Linked DNA regions of Sus scrofa: regions 2 and 3 are each linked to region 1. Evidence: chromatin contacts called from public Hi-C and HiChIP or PLAC-seq data. All regions are on one chromosome and are shown on one strand. Each heading gives the region's core, a stretch centred on a gene start, on an enhancer-like site or on the middle of the called end of the contact. The rest is flanking DNA. Distances are from core to core; before and after follow the strand shown.

Region 1 (4,914 bases), core at 691-3,190:
AGAGTCAAGCTCTAAACCACATACCCCATGTTGAACAGATGAGTTAAGATGAAAGGACAGGAGCTCCCGCTGTGGCACAGCACATTAAGGATCCTGCATTGCTGCAGCTTCAGCCTACGTCACAGCTGCAGCTTGTATTTGATCCCCGGCCTGGGAAGTCCCGTATGCCATGGGTTCAGCCAAAAAAAAAAAAAATTATGTAAGGACACAGCTCAGCCTGGGAGAAATTTCCCCACACCCCACCCCCACCCCGCTCCATCTTCCAGACCAACAAGGATGCTTCATGAACCTGACAACAGGCTGTAGCTCCCAGTGGTGCTAGCAGGGCAGACCTGGTTTAATGAGGGAGGTGCGGCTGCCTGAGCATAAGTGACTATCAAAGGAGGTAACTCTGAAAAGAGGGACCAACAGAAACCCCAGAAGCCAGGGGTGAGCAAGCTGGCAAGGTGTTAGGGACCACTGAGACCCGAACTCGTTCTACACAGATTAGCTGTGACCTGTTTGGAGTCACACAGCAAATCAAGGTCAGACAGGACTCAGGACTCCTGACTCCTGATTTATGCAGGGCCTCCCTCAAGACACAAAGGAGAGACACACACTATTTTCTTCCTTGCCATGACCCCAAGACCTAGCACAGCGTCTGTCACCATGGTAGCAGGTATTCAAAAAGTGCCCTTGAATGAATTGACCATCCAGTGTCTGCCAGACACGGTACTAAGCGCTTTATACACAGTATAACTCTGTATCATCTGTAACATCGGGCACATCAACCTCACAGAGTTGCTATGAATGAAGTTATGTTCATAGAGCACTGAGTACCATGATGGCACTTAGGATGCACTTGATAAACCAGCGCTGGTATTAAAATACCAGCAGGGAGTCCAACACCCATCTTTGTGCTCTGAAGGACAAAGGAGGTACACCTAACCACTTGAAGCCTGCCACTCATACCTCAGGCCCATTTTTCAAGGGTGTGGGCGTGGGGTTGGAGGACCCGCCCTCAGCCAAGTCAGAATCTGGGGATCCGCTCACTCTTGCGAAGGTGTGTCTTAGAGACAGACACGAAGAATTAGTAAGGGATGAAGAGTTCAGGATCCCCGAAATCTGGCCCCTCTAAACCAAGAATTCCCAACAAAAAGACTTCTGACAGATACCTTTCTCAAAGAGGGATCGCTCCGACAAGGCATACCTCAGGGCTGCTTGCAGGATCCCCCAGCGAGGACAGGCTTCTCAAAGCTCTTTGGAAGAGTCTCCTAGCATCTGGATGTCTCTAGAACTGTTTACGTGGATCCCCAGTACTGGACCCCTCACAGGCTGGTTTTTCCAGAACCCCGAGAAAGGAGTCGCCCTATCTGGGACCCCCGCCCCACACTTTGACTCTTCAGCGAATGGATCCTCAGAGATAGGGTCTCCAGAACTAAGGGGAAAGATCTCGCCGGGACCTGTCGGAGGAGGCCTTTTTACTCTCCCCCACCAGCCAACGAACAGCGCCGGGATTCCAAATGAGGCGCCCTCCTCTTTCCCGCTCGCCAGGCCTGGACCCCACCCTGTGCTCCCCGCCGCCAGAACGCTCCAGCGAGCTCCCAGATCGAAAGACCTACCAGACCGTCCGGCTCCCGCCGCTGCCACCACCTCTTCACCAACCTCGACGCTCACAGAGTGCTCTGGGGGCCGCCATCTTATCACCCACGTGACCGGGTCGGACGACACCAACGCAGCACCGGGGGGGTGGAAATCCAGTCAGAGGCTCCACAGAATGAGGAGCTACGGAAGCGCGAGTTATCACCTGTGCCAGAGTTCATACTCATACGTCAGTCGGAGTCTATGAGCATTCCTCAGGAAAGCGGAAGGGCAACTTCCATCCTTCCCCTGCGAGAGATTTTCTGCGGCCTACCCACTCGGTAGGACGAGTAGAAATGGTTTGTGCCGATTCAGCACGGAGGTGGGCTGGCTAGGGACAGAGCATGCGTAGTGTCCCCGGGGCGTGGTCAAGTTTCAGGGGCGTGACTAATGGATTCCCTGGGCTGGAAGCGAGATTGGAAAGGATTTTTTTTTTCTGTCTTTTGAGGGCCGCACCCGCGGCATATGGAGGTTCCCAGGCCAGGGGTCTAATCCGAGCTGTTGCTGCCGGCCTACGCCAGAGCCACAGCAAGACCAGATCCGAGCCGAGTGTCTGCGACCTACACCACAACTCACGGCAATGCCGGATCCTTAACCCACCGAACGAGGCCAGGGTGCCCGCAACCTCATGGTTTCTAGTCGGATTCGTTTCCACTGTGCCAAGACCGGAACTCCAAGGGAAGGATTAATAAAGGACTTGACCCATTCATTCATTCATCATTTAATAAATTGTAAATGGGCGCTGAGGACGATGGGCTGAAGCCCTTGCCCTCATAAACCTCATTTGATTGTCTGAAGGAAACAAACAATAGTAAGTAAAAGCACATGCTGGGCTAAAGAGAAAAAAGTCAACGCGGTGCGTGTTATGGGGTGTGCAGTTTTAAAGAACTTGGCTTTACTCTGACAAAATGAGAAGCCACTGGAGTGTCGTAATCAGGGAAATGGCATGCCCTGACTGTTAACAGGATATTCAGACTGGTGAGTAGATAACGGACAAGGAGGGGAACGGTGGAAGCGAGAAAACAGAAATAACTCAGATTCTAAGTTAACTTTGAAGGTGGAGCAAATAGTTTGTGGCTGGAATGGGTATGGAATTTAAAAGAAAGAGTTCTTTTAAGGATAATACAAGGGGTTTTGTGTGTGTGTTTTGGGGTTTTTTTTTTTTTTTTTTTTTTCGCTTTTTAGGGCCCCACCCGTGGCATATGGAAGATCCCAGGCTAGGGGTGGAATCCGAACTGTAGCTGCTGGCCTATGCCCCAGCCACAGCAACACCAGATCCGAGCCGTGTCTGTGACCTACACCACAGCTCACCGAAACGCCGGATCCTTAACCCACTGAGGGATGGAACCCACATCCTCATGGATCCTAGTCGGCCTTGTTAACCACTGAGCCATGAAGGGAACTCCAAGGATAATACAAGTTTTTTGACATGTAGGAAGGAGAGACCAACCATTAGCCAGTAGCCTCCCCATCCTATCAATCCAAGGTCCTGTTAACTCCACCTCTGACTTAGAGTTGGCATCCAGGCACTTCGGTCATTTCTACTGCTCCTATTAAGAGTCTGAACCACCACTGGTGTCATCAGGATGTTGCCTACAAGAAGAAAAGAGAGCTTGTAAGCGATTATATCAAAACAGTACTGTGGTTCCTCAAGAAGTTAAAACATAGAACTACCATGTGATCCAGCAATTACCCTTAGTTACACCCAAGAGACATAAAAGCAGGAACTCACACAGATAGTTGTACATCCATGCTCATAGCAGCATTATTACTTTTCTTTCTTTTTTTTGTCCTTGTCTTTTCAGGGCCACATCCTTGGCATATAGAAGTTCCCAGGCTAGGGGTCAAATCGGAGCTGTAGCCACCAGCCTACACCACAGCCACAGCAACACCAGATCCAAGCTGCGTCTGCAACCTACACCACAGCTCATGGGAACGCCAGATCCTTAACCCACCATCGAAGCATTATTCACAGTGGCCTCAGGGCTTGTAACCTCTATTATATTTTCTGTCTCTATGAATTTGGCTACTCTTGGAACCTTAGAAAGTGGAATCATACATTATCTGTACTTCCATTGTCTGGCTTATTTCACTGAGCATTATGTCCTCAGGGTTCATCCACATTGTAGCATGTGTCAGAATTTCCTTCCTTTGGAGTTCCCGTCGTGGCGCAGTGGTTAACGAATCCGACTAGGAACCATGAGGTTGCGGGTTCGGTCCCTGCCCTTGCTCAGTGGGTTAATGATCCGGCGTTGCCGTGAGCTGTGGTGTAGGTTGCAGACGCGGCTCGGATCCTGCGTTGCTGTGGCTCTGGCGTAGGCCGGTGGCTACAGCTCCAATTCAACCCCTAGCCTGGGAACCTCCATATGCCGCCGGAGCGGCCCAAGAAATAGCAACAACAACAACAAAAAGACAAAAAAAAAAAAAAAAAAAAAAAAAAAAGAATTTCCTTCCTTTGAAATGTCCTTCCTACTGCATGAATGAACCACATTTTGTTTATCTCTTCATCCGTCAATGGACATTTGGATTGTTTCCACCTTTTGGCTGTTGTAAATAATGCTGCTGTGAACAATGGTTTAGCAGTCTGATTCCCTATTTTCAGATCTTTGGGAGTGTAACTGCTGGATCCTATGGTAGTTCAATATTTAACTCTTTGAGGAACCACTGAACTGTCATCCACAGCAGCTGCCCCGTTTTATGCACCCACCGGCAACATATAAGGATTCCAATTCCTCCACATTCTTACCCAAACTTATTTATTTTGTTTTGATGGTAGCCATCTAATGGATCTGAAGGGTGAAACATTTTGAGATGCATAAAAAATGATATATACTGGAGTTCCCGTCGTGGCGCAGTGGTTAACGAATCCAATTAGGAACCATGAGGTTGCAGGTTCGATCCCTGGCCTTGCTCAGTGGGTTAAGGATCCGGCGTTGCTGTGAGCTGTGGTGTAGGTTGCAGATGTGGCTCGGATCCCGCGTTGCTGTGGGTCTGGCATAGGCTGGTGGCTATGGCTCCGATTAGACCCCTAGCCTGGGAATCTCCATATGCCGCGGAAACGGCCCTAAAAAAGGCAAAAAGACAAAAAAAAAAAAAAAAGATATATACTAATGGATGGATAAATACATAATAGAGCAAATATAGCAAAGTGGTCATTTGAAAGTTCTCATGAAAAACTGGGAAAAATAGGGGGCAGGGAAAAATAGGGCTACCTCTATTCTCAATGTTTAAATATTTCTTCTTCTTTTTTTTTTTTTTTTTTTTTTGGTCCTTTTAAGGCCATACCTGCAGCAT
Region 2 (4,914 bases), core at 1,440-3,939, 400 kb before region 1:
GGCATTGCCATGAGCTGTGGTGTAGTTTGCAGACACAGCTTGGATCCCACATGGCTGTGGCTGTGGCGTAGGCCAGCAGCTGTAGCAGTTGAAGCCTGGGAACTTCCATACCACCGCTAAAGGTGTGGGACTAAAAAGCAAAAAAGAAAAAAAAAAAGAAAGAAAATTGTTAAATCATAGTACAAAGCAGATGTAAGATGTAAGGAAGTAATTATATCTTCATATATACACTGGTTCTCCAGCAAGGTCTATTCTGCCCCCTGTGGGGATATTGGCAGAGTCTGGAGCCAGTTTTGAATGTCACCACTGACTGGGAAGGGGCTGCTACTGGTATCTCATGAATGGAGGTCAGGGATGCTATTCAACACCCTACAGTGCACAGGAAGGCCTCTCTGAAAAGGAATTATCTGGTCCTGAATATCAGCAGTGCTAAATTTGAGAAGCCCTGGTATGAAAAAACTAAATCTCAAACATTATGTTCAAGAAAAAAAAAAAAAAGCTGGTAATGAATATACACAGGTTTCCATTATAGTAGTTTTTAAAAACGCAAAAAAAGATGTTTTTTTTTTAAACCTACATACATGGAGTTCCTGTTGTGACTCAGCAAGTTAAGGACCCAGCATTGTCTCTGTGAGGATGTGAGTCTGATCCCTGGCCTGATTCAGGGGGTTAAGGATCCAGTGTTGCTGCAAGCATAGGTGCAGCACAACTTGGATCTGGTGTTGCCATGGCTGTGGCTTAGGCCCCACATGCAGCTCTGATTCCACCCCTGGCCTGGGAACTTCCGTATAATGCTAGGTGCAACCATTAAAAAAAAAAAAGCAACCCCCCCCCCAACAAAATCCCCTACATACACAGCCTAGAAGCCTCCATCTCAAGTTACTTTTCTTCTTTTTTTTTTTTGGATCTCGAAGCATATGGAAGCTCCCCTGGGCCAGGGATTGACCCCATGCCACAGCAGCAACCCCAGCAGCCAAATGTGGAAATGGTGCTTCGTTGAGATTAATGCTTACTCCACCTCACACATTGCTCACTTTGCACAGGGTTCCCCCATATCCACACTAGGAAACTAATTCTTAGTTATAAGTGCTGCCCCATTCAGTGTAAGGTGCTGAGAAGCACCCCTGACTTCCATCCTCTAGATGCCAGTACCACCCCACCTTCACCACCCCCAAGCAGGGACAAAATGTCTCCAAGTATTGCCAAGTGCTCCCTGGTGGTAAAACTGCCTCAGGGATGAAAAATCACTGCTCTAGACCATTCATTTCATGCTGGTTTTCTCCTAAGTCCAAAGTCATAATTTTGCTGCCTGCACTTCAGGGGTCTAAGGCTTTTTTTTTTGGTCTTTTGTCCTTTTAGGGCCGCACCCGCGGCATATGGAGGTTCCCAGGCTAGGGGTCTGTCTAATCGGACCTGCAGCCGCTGCCCCACACCACAGCCACAGCGACGGCGACGCGAGATCGGAGCCGCGTCTGCGACTTACACCACAGATCACGGTAACGCCAGATCCTTAACCCACCGAGCGAGGCCAGGAATGGAACCAGCAACTTCATGGTTCCTGGTCGGATTCGTTTCCGCTGTGCCGTCTAAGACTTTAACATGAAGATGACGACCACGACGATTAGCTGATACTAACAATAATCAACACTTTACGTTGCCTTCATCTCTTACTAAATGGAGGCAATGCAATGTACGTTTGTTCTACAGATGTGGAAACTGAGGCTCTGGAAGAATTAACAATTTGCCCAATATCACCGGAGAAATAATAAAGGCTTGAAGCCAAGACCGGAACCCAAAGCTGGCGCCCCCCCCGAGAAGAAAAGTCTCCATGCATGGAATACCAGTGGCATAATAAAAATCAACTGATAAAAGTAGTACCTGCCCTGACATTCATCAGGCTGGGAGGGCGGGTGAAGCCACTTGCAAAATCAACAGGAAGCAAGATAAGCTCCAAGAACACGCTGCAGCTGAAAGTGTCAAAACAACCCCCTTTTGAGGCATTCCTGTCTACCTAGCTGTAAACTCTGTCCATTAACAGCATAGCTTCCGACCGTAACCTTATCAGTAAGAAGATAACGTCCCTCTCCCGCCTGGAAGCTCAGATTCTCTTGGATACCAAGAATCCTACTCCATTTCCACCCAGGTTCAGGGTTCAGATAAAGGGTTTCCGGACTCTACAATCCACAGGCATCTCATCTCTGTATTTCTCACGAAAACAGGACCTGGGTCCATGTCGCGGTCCAGACCCCACGGTGACCCCTTTGCACGTGGCTCAGCGTTGCTCTGCGCCAACGGAAACCAGGATGTATTTACATCTCACCCACACGCCTTCCCGGCAACTCTAAAATGAGTCCCGCGCGAGTCCTACGGTTTAGGGCGTCAAAAAGTCCCGCGCTTCACACTAAACCCAAAGGCCCAATCCAGTTCGACTCGGGCTGGACGCTAGAATTCGCCCTTTAAACAACCCCGCCCCCTGCCCTTTGAACTGTGCCCCGCCCTTTGACCCACTCCAAGCGCGGCTCGGCCCTGCGGTGGATTACGGAACAACCACCCTCAGGAGCCTATGTAGGCTAACACAGCAGTCGCCGCGGTTGGCTCCCGATCGCCATTCCGCATCCGGCTCCGGGGCTGCTGGGAGCGGAAAAGGGGGCAGGCCCGAGTTTGGGATTGGCGGATCCCCGAGGATGGGCGGGCTGGCTGTGTCCTCCAATCGTCGAGCAGAGAAACGCTATTCCCTGTTCACTGGGGTGCTACTGGGCACAGTGCCTGGCCCCACCCCCCCCGTAGGTCTTTCCTGAAGCTGGAATTGATTGTGGGCGTGGTTAAGGAAGGGTTCCCACATGGGCGTGGCTATGGCTAGAAAGAGGCCCAGGGGTGCCACGTGATTTCCCGTGCAATTACTGAGCCCCCAGGTGACTGTGATAAGCTGTGGTCTGTCACATGAGCAATAACTGGTTATTTCTGCGAACACTTTCCTCAAGCTAATACACCTCTGTAAAAAGACATTCCAGTTGTTGGAATGTTTCTTCCCCAAAAGTCACTCTCTTCTTCCAGAACTGGGGTCCCATTTTATTCATTTCTCTACCAATTGCTTTTCTGATAAATGCGTTGTGATACTCCATAGTGGCCACTGGATGGCGGCCTAGTTCACGTTTTCGCATTTGTGTCTCTTTTTGCATTAGGGTATAGGAGGGAAAAACGCAAGTGGATTCCTCAAAAAAAAAAAAAAATGTTTATTAAGCATCTCTGTATTCCAGACTCTATTCTCTACATTAGGGAAGACAACAGTAAACGAACACAAAAATCATTGCATTCATCCTTCTTAGATTCTAGTGGAGAAGGACAAAAAATTAACCATGTTAATAAAGAATATATATAATAAACGTAATATATCCCAATGTGGACAGGGGAGCAACTAAGAGCACCTGTCCCTGCTGCCTCCTCCAGGCCCCGCACAGCTGTTTAGTTCCCATCACAGAGAAACCTCTATACTGCCCTAATTGCCCTCTCTCCCTATTCTGGGAACCCAACCCCAGTCCTTTTCCAGATTCTAGATAGGATGCCTCTGGTACAGGAGAGTGCCAGGGTGACGGAGGTGAATTTGGGGAGGTCTGAGGACTCTGGGCAGCTCTTGGGTGTAAGCTGTCATCTCAGGCACTTGAAGAAGCTCACATGTACAATGGAAGGTGGCCAGGATGTGGTGCAGTTTGCTGAATTTACATTCAATTAGGGAGAATAAAAAATTCTTACATGTAGGTTTTCCTTTTAAGGACGTGTCTGTTTGGAAATGATAACTTCCTCCTACTATAGTGCACGCAAATCAGTTCTGAGCATATCATAGGCCTGAGTGTAATAGCTAAAACTCTGAAACACCTAAAAAAAAACAGATGAGAAAATTCTTTGTGACCTCGGTTAAGGAAAAGATTTCTTAGCTAGGATACAAAATGTGGCAAAGACACACAAAGAAAAGATCAGGTGGATTATTAAAATTTTGAATATTTTCTCTTTGAAGACCCCTGTGAGAAATCAAGCAGGCAAGCCACAACAAGGAGAAAATGTTTGTGAAACAGATCCTGACAGTCATTGTGTCCACAATATACAAAGAACGCTTTCAATGGAGAAAATCAGGACCACAAGAGGGCCCCCTTTCACCACCAAAACCTCGAGCTGGCTGTTTGGGACTAACCACTGAAGTATTTCAGGATAAACAAACTTGGCTCACCTGTGTGCAGTAAAGCAAATTTACTCACACCGGATTGTGATGAAGGAAACGGCAACGTTTATTGAAGACATCAAGCAAGGAACCCTGGCAGCTAATTCTCTAAAGACCAGAACTCCCTAGGGCTTTCAGGGAAAGGTTTGTTAAGGACGTGATGAGGGAGGAGGGGTGCAGGGTCCGGGCTCAGCTGGTGGACATTCTTCTGATTGGTTGTTGGTGAGGTAATTGGGAGTCAACATCATCAACCTTCTGGTTCCGACCGGTCTGGGGTCTACGTGTTCTTGGGCAGCATGCAGTTAACTTCTTCCACCTGGTGGGGACTTTGTTATCTGCAAAACAGCTCAAGGACAGGACTCAGAATATTGTTTGTAGCCCTTGAGGAGGAATTAAAGGTCCTTGACTTTGTTTAAAGGCCAAGCTATTATTACTTTTGTCTTGCTTGACTGTTTTCCCTTCTTTCTGCGTTTTCTAAGTTCTCTGAATTTATTCTTTGGTCCTCCAGGAAGGCCTAGGCGGCTAAAGGTTTTTATACAGACAAGAGGCAGGTGGGGATCATGGGGGGTGGGGGTTGTCCCGTGAAGGGCCCATAGGCTCCTGCTTGGTTACAGGGCCACAGATGTTAATTTACTCCCAGAGTTAAAGGAGAGAAAAATGCACAGTTACTTTATACATATGTGTATCTACACACAGAGGGA
Region 3 (4,914 bases), core at 1,339-3,838, 330 kb before region 1:
TACCTGAGGTCACACAGCATGAGGCAGCAACCTGACCCTCAGTCTCTGGAGTCAGATCGGCCAGCCAGATTGGATCAGAGGAGAGCAAGGGCCAGGTAGGGAGGGTAGGACCCCTGGAGAGGCTCAGAAAGGCCAGGCCTGACAAGCAAAGCTCCTAAACCCTCCACATCACAGGACCAGAACAAAGCTCCCGGGCCTGCCCTTCAACCACCTTGCCTCAGTTTCCTCACTTTGAAATGGGCATATGATCAAAAAGCAGGGAAGATTCAATAAAAGGATGTATGTTCAGTATTTGGCAAATGGGGAGGATAGGAACACCCCCAAAGGAAAAACAGATCTCACTATTCCTATCTCTTCTTGGAGAAAACTCAGGATCCTTCATAGAACACTTTTGTGTGACCAAACTGAGGTCCAGAGAAAGCCCAAGACCCCACTGGTATCTGTGGCCATGGACCCCCTTCTGATTCTCAAGCAAAGACCCCCTCCGGAGCTAAGGCTTGAGACTTTGCAGTCTTCAACCCAGAAACTGAGTGTGAGAATCTCATTTTGCCACTTCCCTGCTGGGCAACCCCAGGAAACCCCTATCACCTCTGGGTTTAAGTTTCCCTAAATGTAAAATGAAGATAATAATAGTTCCTTTTTCTTAGATCTGGCACATGGCAAGCCCTTTAGAAATGTTAGATTAAATTCTGGAGGGAGCATCGCCTTGCTGCTGGGTGCCAGAAACCTTTTCTCCAAAACTAGGCAAAGAGATAACAAGCTATAGACTTTCTTTTGAGGGGTGGGTGGGGCGATGGAAGATCCAGCCCCCAACTCCAGCTCTTGGGAGGTCTTTTATCCAACGCAGTCTGGGGTGGGGGTGGGGGAGGGGAGAGGGGCTTGGAAACCAGACGGCTGAGTCTTTGGGCAAATTATTTAAATTCTTGTGCCTCAGTTTTCTCCTCTATGAAATGGGACTGTCCTAAAGACTAAATGAATTTAATATCCGTAAGTGTTGGAGACCTGGTCTGCCACATGAGACACTCAATACCGATTTTTTCCCCCCATTCTGTGTGTATAGCAGGGACCACAACTTCAGCTCCAGGCCTCAGTCTTGCCTTCTGAGCAGGGGGCTCCACCTTCACCCAGGGCAGGGACCACCAGCCCTCAGCTCACCTGTGGTACTGAGCCTGCAGGAGCTGAAACTCATCTTTGATGCGGTCGCAGGAGTCCGAGGTGGTGAATTTGAGTTGCTGGGGTAGGTGCGACGAGCCCTGTGGGGAGGGGGCGGCCCGGGTCAGGACCAGGAGGGGGCCGCCACCCACCTTCCTCCCTGAGGGCGCCCCCCCTCCACCAGGCTGCGGCCTGCGCAGCTGCAGCGTCCCCCCACACCCTGCCCCACTTCCCTGGCTGTGTTTACAGCCCCTGGCTCGGCCCCCGCCCTCGCTTCCTGCCCCCGCCTCTCCCCGAGAAGCTAAGGAGGGTGGGTGCTCCCGGAGCCGCTCGTCCCCCTCCACCCCCAGGCTGTGGGGGTGCATTTGAAGGGCCGCCCTTGGTGGGGGGTAGGGTGCGCCCTCTACCGCGCCTCCACAGCGCCGGGAGGGGTTGCACGTCTGAGCGTCCCAACTGCCTCAGGGAGGGGGGAGAACGCGTCCTAGTGAATCCCCCTCCCCAAAGCTGGGAGGCGGGGGCAGGCTTCCTGGCAAAGTCCCCTTGGGAGAGGGGGCTCTCAGCGCCCAAAATCTTCCGGGGGTGCGGGGGCCCACCCCAGATTCCTAGCACCCTTCCTCCAGGCCGCGCGCTCTTCCGGGAGGGGTGCGCCTTGACTCTCCCCCACTCCCAGGCCCCAAAAGCAGCCCCAGCGTTAGAGGTGCCTAGTGGGGCTCCCGGGGCGCCCCAGGCCCCAGGCCAAGGCCAGCGAGGCCCAGCCTGGCTTGGGGTGGGGGTGCGCAGGGTCCAGGGTCTGGGGCGTGCTCTGAGCTGGGGGCAAAAGGGGACCTGGGGGGGCTCTGGGCCCGGAAGCTGGGAGGGGGACCCGGAGCTGGCGGCGGTTGCGGGGGGGGAGCAGCTCTGGGCCCAGAGCTGGAGGGGACTGGGCCCAGGAGTTGGGGGGAGGTGCCGAGCTGGAGGCGGGGGGTTGGCCTGGCAGGGACCTGGAAGGGGGTCGCAGGGCTTGGACCTAGAGGGGGCGCTGGGTTCGGATATGGGAGGGTACGGGGCCCCGACCTGGAGGGACGCAGGGCCCGAACCTGGGGGAGGGAATAGCCCCGGCTGGGAACTGGGGATACCGGGCCAGGACGTAGGGGGACGCAGGGCCCGGAGCTGGGGGGGGTGGCTGGGCTGGGAACCGGGGGTGCCGGGCCCGGACGGGGGGGGGGGGGGCCGCCGGGCCGACGGGCCCCGCTTACCGAATGCCTGCTTTGTGGAAACATCATGTCAGTCGCGGCGGGGGGCGCAGGCTGCGCCCCGGCTGTGCGCCCCGACTCGGGCTGCTCGGGGCGCCGGGCGGCCGCGCCTTTGTCCCGGAGCCGATCGGCAGCTCCCGGGGCCGCCGCCGCCGCCTCCCGCGCCCGGCCTCGCCCGCTTCCTGCGCCCCCTCCCCGCGCGCCCGGCCCCGGCGCGCCCCGGGCCCCGCTTCCTGCGCGCCCGGCGCCCCTCCCCGCCCCTCCCCGCCGCCCGCCTCCCCGCACGCCCGGCCGCCGCTCCTATTGTCTAATGGCGGCGACGCCGGCAGTGGCCGCGGCCTCGGCTGCGCGGAGGCTCCGGCTCCACCTGCTGCTGTCGCCGCCGCCGCCGCCGCCGCCGCTGCTGCTTCCCGGGCCCCGTGCGCGCCGCCGAGGGGGGGGCGCGCGCCCGGGGAGGCCCGCGGATCCCCACCCATCCGCCTCCCCCGGGCCGGCCGGCGCGGTGACCTTGGGCCCGCGCGCCCCCGCCCCGCCGCGGCCCCTCCCGGCCGGGTGGCCTCGGCAACCGCCAGGGCCTCGGTTTCCCCATCGGTCAAAGCTTGGGGCCCGGCTGCCCCCATCGAAACCGCCGGCGCTGTCATGGCGCGACCCGGACGCGTGCCAGGGACATGCTCTGTAACCTTGGCTCACTGGCTTTTCTCTGAGCCTCGGTTTCCTCCTCCGTAGAAAGGCGGGGATGATACCGCCGACCTCCTGGGAGCCATACCTTGACTCACATTAATGGAGCGCCTACTGTGTGCCAGGTGGGGGTGGGAGGGGGTACAGAGTCCCTACCCTGGTGGAGAAGACAGAAGACAGAGAGACCAGCCAAAGAGCCAGGTCCCTGGCAGGTCAGATGGTGGTAACAGCTATAGAGAAAAGAAAGCAGGAGGGAGGGCCGGGAAGATGTGATTTTAAACAGAGGGAACTCAGATGGACCTCTTTGGCCGCTAAGCGGATCTGAAGACGAGAGAGGGAGCCAGTAGGCTATGGGGTTGGTCGCTTATTTTAGGAGGCAGAAACAGCCAGTGCAAAGGTACTGAGGCAGCACTGTGCCTAGCACAGGTGGGGGTGGGGTGCTTGAGAGGAAAAGGGAGCAGAGGGGCAGGGCTAGCAGCTTCTGGAATTTGCACAGAGGCCTGGCTTCCAGAAGGGCCTCTGCTTGGGTGGATGATCTGCTGTGTTGGTCTGGAAATTCCTAATAATTTTTGAATGGTCTTGTTTTGCATTGGGGCCTGCAAATTCTGTAGCTGGTGATGAGGCGGGACAGATGGTGCAGGGCCTTGTGGGCTCAGGGAGGATTTGGGCTTGCTCGGAGTGAGATGGGAGCCCTGTGAGATGGTGGGCAGAGGAGAAACAGGGCTGATGGGGACTTTGATAGGATCTCTCTCCCTTTCCTGTGGAGAGCAGGCCTCCAAGAAACCAGAAATAAGGCACATTAAGTTCCAGGAAGTGCTAAATACATAGGCTCTTAATTGTCACCATCATCATCATCCACTATGCACCTTTGCCTCCTGGATGAATTTAAATTCTTCCAGCCTTGGGTTTTCCCATTTGTAAAATGGAGACTTAGGACCGTGGTCACCTTTCCCAGGAAGATGAGGGTCCAGGACAAGGTTGAGATGAATAAGCAAAATTTAAGCCCCTCCCACCCCCAAAACCCATCAAGATAAAACAATACTTTAACACTATACATATGTATATATATTTTTTCTTTTTAGGGTTGCACCCACGGCATATGGAGGTTCACAGGTTAGGGGTCGAATCGAAGCTGCAGCTGCTGGCCTACACCACAGACACAGCAACACAGGATCTGAGCTGCATCTGCTACCTATACTACAACTCATGGCAATGCCAGATCTCTGTCCCACTGAGCAGTGCCAGGGGTTGAACCCAAATCCTTGTGGATACTAGTCAGACTTGTTTCCGCTGTGCCACAATGGGAACTCCAACACAATATTTTTAACAATAAAAATTCATGTCCAAAAATTCACAATGAGGAAAACACCATCATGTTAAATGAGATAGCATCCAAAGGGGTCTGCTACGAAAATGCAGGGTCTCCCTCATATGAGACAAAAGGCACAGGAGTTCCCTAGTAGTTCACAGGTTAAGCATCTGGCATTGTCTACTGAGGTGGCGCTGGTTGCTGCTGTGGCAGTTTTGATCCTTGGCCCTGGGGCTTCTGCATGCCCTCTTGCCCTGAAAAAAGAGAAAGGCACAAACTTTTAGAAAATTTATTCCTAACAGTTCTGGAATGTGCAGACCCCACAAATCATATTGGAGTCCCCAGTCAGAATGGGGTACAGAATTTTCTGGACTCAAGGCAAAATGAAAATGCAGGGCCTCGTGTTTACAAAGGATCAGGAATTTAAAGATGGAGAAAACAGGAGTTCCCGTTGTGGCTCAGTGGTTAACGAATCCGACTAGGAACCAAGAAGTTACGGGTTCGATCCCTGACCTCACTCAGTGGGTTAAGAATCTGGTGTTG

Evidence for each region. Hi-C and Micro-C count contacts between places; a contact is called where the count stands out from the background. HiChIP or PLAC-seq counts read pairs in DNA pulled down with a chosen protein or histone mark.
Region 2: a contact with region 1 is called in a Hi-C map of liver, with 4 times the contacts expected there. The contact joins the enhancer-like site here to the promoter of DOHH in region 1. A contact is called at or near these places in 1 of 5 promoter capture datasets (fetal skeletal muscle) and 6 of 47 Hi-C or Micro-C datasets (embryonic fibroblasts, epiblast stem cells, heart right ventricle and 3 more).
Region 3: an H3K27ac HiChIP or PLAC-seq map of alveolar macrophages shows a contact between it and region 1. The contact joins the promoter of AES here to the promoter of DOHH in region 1. A contact is called at or near these places in 1 of 5 promoter capture datasets (fetal skeletal muscle) and 1 of 2 datasets of contacts at active chromatin or transcription factors (alveolar macrophages).

Annotation. Positions count from the first base shown.
Region 1 is chr2:75,161,562-75,166,475 of Sscrofa11.1, reverse strand. It overlaps DOHH (deoxyhypusine hydroxylase), which reads right to left and starts at 1,940. Exons shown (of 5, transcript XM_003123042.4): 1 at 1,602-1,940. It also overlaps a transcript of FZR1 not described here.
Region 2 is chr2:75,565,061-75,569,974 of Sscrofa11.1, reverse strand. No RefSeq gene overlaps it. Among named protein-coding and RNA genes, the nearest start is that of TLE6, 17 kb to the right of the region's middle. Within about 2 kb of position 2,689, at least 64 of the 83 cell types and tissues checked have an H3K27ac peak or open chromatin away from gene starts, as enhancers often do. A contact at or near this core is called in embryonic fibroblasts, fetal skeletal muscle, liver and 2 more, where this site is marked.
Region 3 is chr2:75,489,882-75,494,795 of Sscrofa11.1, reverse strand. AES (amino-terminal enhancer of split) reads right to left here and starts at 2,588. Exons shown (of 7, transcript XM_021084158.1): 1 at 2,388-2,588; 2 at 1,156-1,253. The coding sequence starts at 2,414.